Regions from separate parts of the Mus musculus genome. Here region 1 is linked to region 2. A link is a contact called in public HiChIP or PLAC-seq data. All regions are on one chromosome and are shown on one strand. The core of a region is the stretch at or near the end of the contact, and the rest is flanking DNA. Distances in the headings are between cores, read along the strand shown.

What was found. HiChIP or PLAC-seq counts read pairs in DNA pulled down with a chosen protein or histone mark.
Region 1: a contact with region 2 is called in an H3K27ac HiChIP or PLAC-seq map of the NIH/3T3 cell line, with 6 times the contacts expected there. The contact joins two enhancer-like sites.

The regions. Positions count from the first base shown.
Region 1 is chr2:102,506,976-102,509,861 of GRCm38.p6, reverse strand. No RefSeq gene overlaps it. Among named protein-coding and RNA genes, the nearest start is that of Pamr1, 42 kb to the left of the region's middle. Within about 2 kb of position 1,406, at least 27 of the 459 cell types and tissues checked have an H3K27ac peak or open chromatin away from gene starts, as enhancers often do. A contact at or near this core is called in the NIH/3T3 cell line, where this site is marked.
Region 2 is chr2:101,982,242-101,984,991 of GRCm38.p6, reverse strand. The region is part of intron 4 of Ldlrad3 (low density lipoprotein receptor class A domain containing 3); the gene reads left to right. Among named protein-coding and RNA genes, the nearest start is that of Gm39888, 8.3 kb to the left of the region's middle. Within about 2 kb of position 1,276, at least 105 of the 459 cell types and tissues checked have an H3K27ac peak or open chromatin away from gene starts, as enhancers often do. A contact at or near this core is called in the NIH/3T3 cell line, where this site is marked.

The DNA of each region.
Region 1 (2,886 bases), core at 157-2,656, 520 kb before region 2:
GCTCTCATCTCCTTGTCTCCAGCTCACAAGAAAAATGACTCCAAAATGACCAGTCATCCTCTGTATTTTGCTCTTTCAAGAGTCCCTATAAAACCTGCTTCCTCTGGTCAGCTCACTGGAACATGAAATGGAAACTTACGGGTTCTTTGGCAAGTCACTTGTATCAGAGGGTGTTTTGCTGGGGCATACATGTGAAGGAGTGTTTTCCTGAAGTGGACACAGACAGATGAAAGGATGTTTGCTAAAGCAAACACAAGAAAGAACATGCGATAAAGGAGTCTTCGCTAACAACACACATGTATTGGTTCACCTTACATTGCCTAGCTGAGGTCTGTTTGCTGTGACTCCACAGAGAGAAACTCCCCAAAGAACTAGTAAGGCAGCTTCTTGCCGCTTTCTTACGCTCAGGCTGCTTGGCAGAGTGATGTCAACTGATACAGACGCATGTGAAGTTTTGCGAAGACAGACTCGCTTGCTGAGCCTAGACACATGGTGAGGTAAGACCTGGGAGGACACATGATGTTTGGAGGGAATATAATTAGGATTCAATGGACAGTGACAGAGGCTTGTATAGCTAGCTTTGCCACTCTTCTTGGTTCTGCATCTTGGCTGATCTACACAGAAAGGCACAGAAGAGAACTTCTCCTGATCGCCGACTCATGGTGATTAGGCTGAGGCTTGGCTGTTTCTGCTAGGTGCTGATGCATGTTTGCTATTCTGACACTACTGAACTAAACTGTTCATTCATGAAGTACTTGAGAGTGGATCAAGCTGCTGCTGCTGATTCCTGTGAACTGAACTGCTGATTTCCTGACAATGCAGATAGGATTTGCTCCAAAGAACAATTTCTAAACAGGTCCATTTCCCCCATATCCTAATAACCTTTCTTTTCCATTACCTCTGGTGGGTGATGGGCTAGAAGGGAGGTTAAAGCATTTAAGAACCCATATTAAAAATAGGATTGAAAAATCTAAGCCTACAAGAACACATACTCTACTCCATGGAATGAAATGGATGCCCAGCTCCAGAATTAAAAATAGATAAATAAATCAATTAAGATCTGTAAACTAAACTGTAATCTTGTCCTTTAAGGAGGTAAAATGTTAACACTACCAGGGCTTTCTATGCATAATCTATGCTTTGATGCCTACTTCTCCTTGGTCTGAAACCCAGTCTCGCTCTCTTTGTCCAGAGGACAGTTCCTCACCTAACTCTCTGAACTCTTTCCTGATCTAAATGAAGTAGAGCCTCACACGCCTGCTCCTGGCTCTGAGACAGAACCACTCTTTGCATCTTGACCCAGTACAGTTCCTACACTCTTCCCTTCATTGGGAGTGGTTTACATACACTGAAGTTAGGGGGAAAGCACACATGAGTCAGGGCCCAGGACCTGCTTTCTAACTGGCCTGAGCAGGATGGAACAAGGAGTGTCCACCTTGCCTGCAGATGGTAGAAAGAGAAGGGAGAAGCCATCACAGCACCAGCCAAACCACATTCCCCCACCCCAGTTTACCAGCTAATAAATCTGACGTGGTGATCCTTGCCTGCTGCCTCAGTATTTCCCATCTGGTCCCTCTATTACCATGCACACTCCCTGAGAGCAGGGATCTTTGTTTAGTTCACCCCTGCAGCACACATGTCTGGATCAGAACTTGGCACATAGAACATTCTCTGTAATTATAAGTTTATTAAGTTAACAAACCCACAGGGGCAAAGACAGGATTAACACTTCAGAAAACTCTCCATCATCCCCTGCAGACAATTGTGCCTCTTCCCTCTTTACACTCTCTTCGCACCCCATCATAGCACTTAACACTCCTAGTTGCCTGATGAAATCTAGTGCTCCTGGTTGACTTCTCAAAGACCAGGCATTCTGTCTGTCCTATTCTTGTTCCCCCAAATGCCAAGCAGCATGGGGATTCAGCGCTAGAAAGTGCTTCAAAAGGACGGCTGTGAATGAGAACGAAAAGGAATGTAATAACATCACGTGCCAACAATCTTCTTTTATTGCTCATGCTAGAGATTCTTTTGTTTTCAAGTTGGAGCACAGGGCAAATGAATCACCCTCAAGCTTTTTTCCAGAACTCTGAAGAAAAAGAATGGAAAAACAAGATAAGCCAAGAGGCAAAGCCCACTGGGCAGATGCTGACAGAGACTCTTGGTTCTTCAGCATCTGTTCTTGAACTCAAAGAAGATATGTGACTCAAGAGGAATGGTTTGCTAAAAATTACCAAGAGGGAGGGCTCAGAAGAGAAAGAAAGCATGAAGAAAAACACTATTGATACTTTAAAGAGTTATAGGAGGACAGCTACATGCGGCTTTGGTAAACACCTACCGACATCCTAATTCCACCCCTCATCCTATTGTGTTTGGTAGATATCACTAATCAATCAGTGTCCTTTAAGATTCAAAGACCTTGATAGGTCCTGGTGGCACATGCCTTTACTCCCAGCAAGTTTCAGGACAGCCAGCGCTGCACAGAGAAACCCTGTCTAGGGGAAAGAAAGATTCAAAGATCTTTCCAGAAGCATAGGAAAGCTATGCTCTTCCTAGTCTGGATCCAGTATTCTTAAACATCAGACTTCTCTGAGAAGCTCCTTACAGCTTCAAGTGACTGCTGTAGGTCCCAGGAAGTCTCTTTAGAGCACAGTGAATGCCTGAAACTCTCCATGTGAGGAGTTTGGGGTGGGGGGTCTTTATCCTCTTAGCTTCAGTACTTAGAAGCCTGTAAATTACTTGGGGATATAGCTTAGTAGGTGCTGTGCTACCTGGCATGTATAGAGCCCTGGGTTTACTCTCCAGTATGAGGAATACAAGATAACAGAATGCATAAATTAAGCTAATGACACCAGGTTAGCAAGAGAAACGGCACGCTTAATTATGGTT
Region 2 (2,750 bases), core at 27-2,526:
TGGCAGTAATCGTAACTCAGAACAACTTTTTTACACATTTAGGTATTTTACATGTGTGCGTGCACATGGTACCTCTGAAGGCTAGAAGAGGGCATCAGATCTTTAGAGTCATGGAATTCCTGAGCCACCATGTGGGTGCTGGGAGTTGAGCCATAGTCCTCTAGAACAGTGCTTCCTAATCTTTCTAAACGCTGTGACCCTTTAATAGGGTTCCTTATGCTGTGATGACCCACAACCATAAAATTATGTTGTTGCTAATTTATTAGTGTAATTTTGCTACTATTATGGAACATAAATGTAATTATCTGTGTTTTCCCTTGGTCTTAGGCTACCTCTTCATAAGGGTCCTTCTACTACTCCAGAGGGGTCACGACCCACACAGGTTAAAAGCCACTGCTCTAGACTAGCTGCCAGTGCATTTCCCACTGAGTAGTCTCTCCAGCTCTCTGGATATCCTTTAAATACACCGGTGGACCATCAAGGAGGCAGTTAGACAGCAAGCCGGGCTAATCGCAATTTAGCTTTGGGCTTTTGGAAGACTGGGGTCTGTTCATAAATTCCAAATGGATTTATGCAATAGTCACAAGGATCTTAGTCACACACAGAGGTAGGCAATACATGGCTCTCTAGGTGAGCTAAACATACCCAGTATACTTTGACTTTGTGCCTAGAACATTCCAAATCTCCATGATCATTGAAATTGTAAACAGTCAGTCCTGCGGTGTCTAATGTAGGTACAACTTTTCCTGGGAATTTCACTTGATTGACACGTAACGGCTTAAAGTACACAGCAGAGGAGGCTGACAAAGCTGGAGGCGAGGTTGCCTCTGGATTCATGAGAGATACATAGGATACTAAAAAAAAATGTTCTCCCAGAAGTAAAGTCTTGAAGCTATACTACTAGACTATGAGTCACTCATAATGCCTCCTTGCCAGAGATAACAAAAGCAATGGGTATCAAGAGTATATGTAACCAGGAACTTAAGGAGCATGCGCATGCCGAGGGCAGGGATGGTGATGAGTGTCAGCTAAATCCTCATCTTCCACAGTGGGGAGACAGTGGGTAATTCCTAACAAGGGTGAATCAAAGAGAAGCAATATAAGCTAAGTACTTAGAGACAGCCTAAGATCCATCTCACTAAAATTGGGGGAAATGTTTGCTTCTAGAGAGAGTCAGAGAATGTTGTTAACTTTCATCAAGCTCCACACAGCTCTTAGTCTCTTTAAATTGTGCACACATGTGACTTGTTTAAAAAAAAAAAAAAAAAGAATCCCAAAAATGCGCTGGTGAGAGCCAGGGCCACAGGCTGAGGCCACGCGCACACTGAGCTGTGCGAGAAACGGCTCTTTCAAGTATTCTCAGCCATGCAACAGATGGTCTGGGCGCGCCGAACCTCTCTGCACCCAGCTCTCGGCTTTGGAGCCTCTGCAGCAGTGGAAGGACAGATGCAGGGGTGACATTTCAGAAGCCTGTGACCTGACTTTTTTTTTCTCTGCAGAGTAACTGCAGAATGAGCCATTTATTGAAAAATCTTATTCTGAACATTTTGGTCAACCACAAAGCTGAGGAGGCGGCAGAGGTGCCATCCCAATGGGTCCGGGTCACATGCAGGCATCACAAGGGCCCTTTGTGGGCTAAGCTATAATGTAACCCAGGTCTTCAAAGCAAAGCCACATGGTGCCTATCTGAGGAGCCAGATAGGATCGATTCTCTTTTCTCCTGCTCTCTCAGACGGCTGGGATTCAATCCAGGGGTGTGGGTGGCAACACAGTCCTCTCCAAGCTGCAAATGCAGACTGTGTTTCCTAAACCAGCTGCCTGGCACCCTGTGGTGGATTAGCAGCGCCCCCTTTCCTAGATGAGGTCTCAGGCTTGTGGCCAGCTACCAAGACTGCAGAGCTCCCACTACGATCTCTGTCTGGTGCCTCTGAGCATTGACTGTGCAACCAGACCAAACTGCATTCATAGGCCCAACTTGATACTTAGCAAGCCTCTGTTCTTTCTTCTTTAAAATGGGGTGAGGCTGCATCCCTGGGGTTGTGGTGAACATCCTGTGAGCTGATGTGCATGTGTTTCTGATCCCAGCATCTGCGCCCAGTGGCAACTGGGTTGGGCAGAAAATTGTTACTTCCTTGCTTTAAAACCTCCATACCCTGTGTCTCCTTTGGGGTCCACTTCCTTCTTGCCTGGCCACTCTCTTTCTGCTAGAACTCATGTCACATTCAGCCATCAGAGAGTTTTACTCCCAAATATTGCTTTTATCCCTGCCCATCCCTGCTGGGGAACGCTCTGGGGTTATAAGACTAAATTCTACAGCCTGTTATTTAAGACCCGGTACCACTACCTCTTGCCTTTTCTCTATCTACTGTGTCCAAGCAGGAACCTTCTTTTCTCTTCCACGTAAGTCGCTGCTGCCTCTGCCTGCTGCTTACTGTCATAGTCCCCTCCCCCAAAGTCCTCTTTAAAGTATCACTTAAGAACTGGCGTGGAATAAGACCCACTTTCTTCAAAAGCTTCCATGACACTTCCACCTTATTCAGGCCTTTCTACCTCCATGGCTTTTCTCGCTAAAGTCAGCTCAGGCCTCTTGCAGTTTCCCTGGCCAGCAAAGCCCCTGTGCGCTGTGGCAAAGGTCTTCAGGATCTGCAACACTGGTGGACTTGGATTCAAGCCCGACCTCTGCAACTTCCCATACTGAGAGATCCCATGAATTACAGTATTTTTTTTTTGCTCAGTGTTGTAATTGGCCT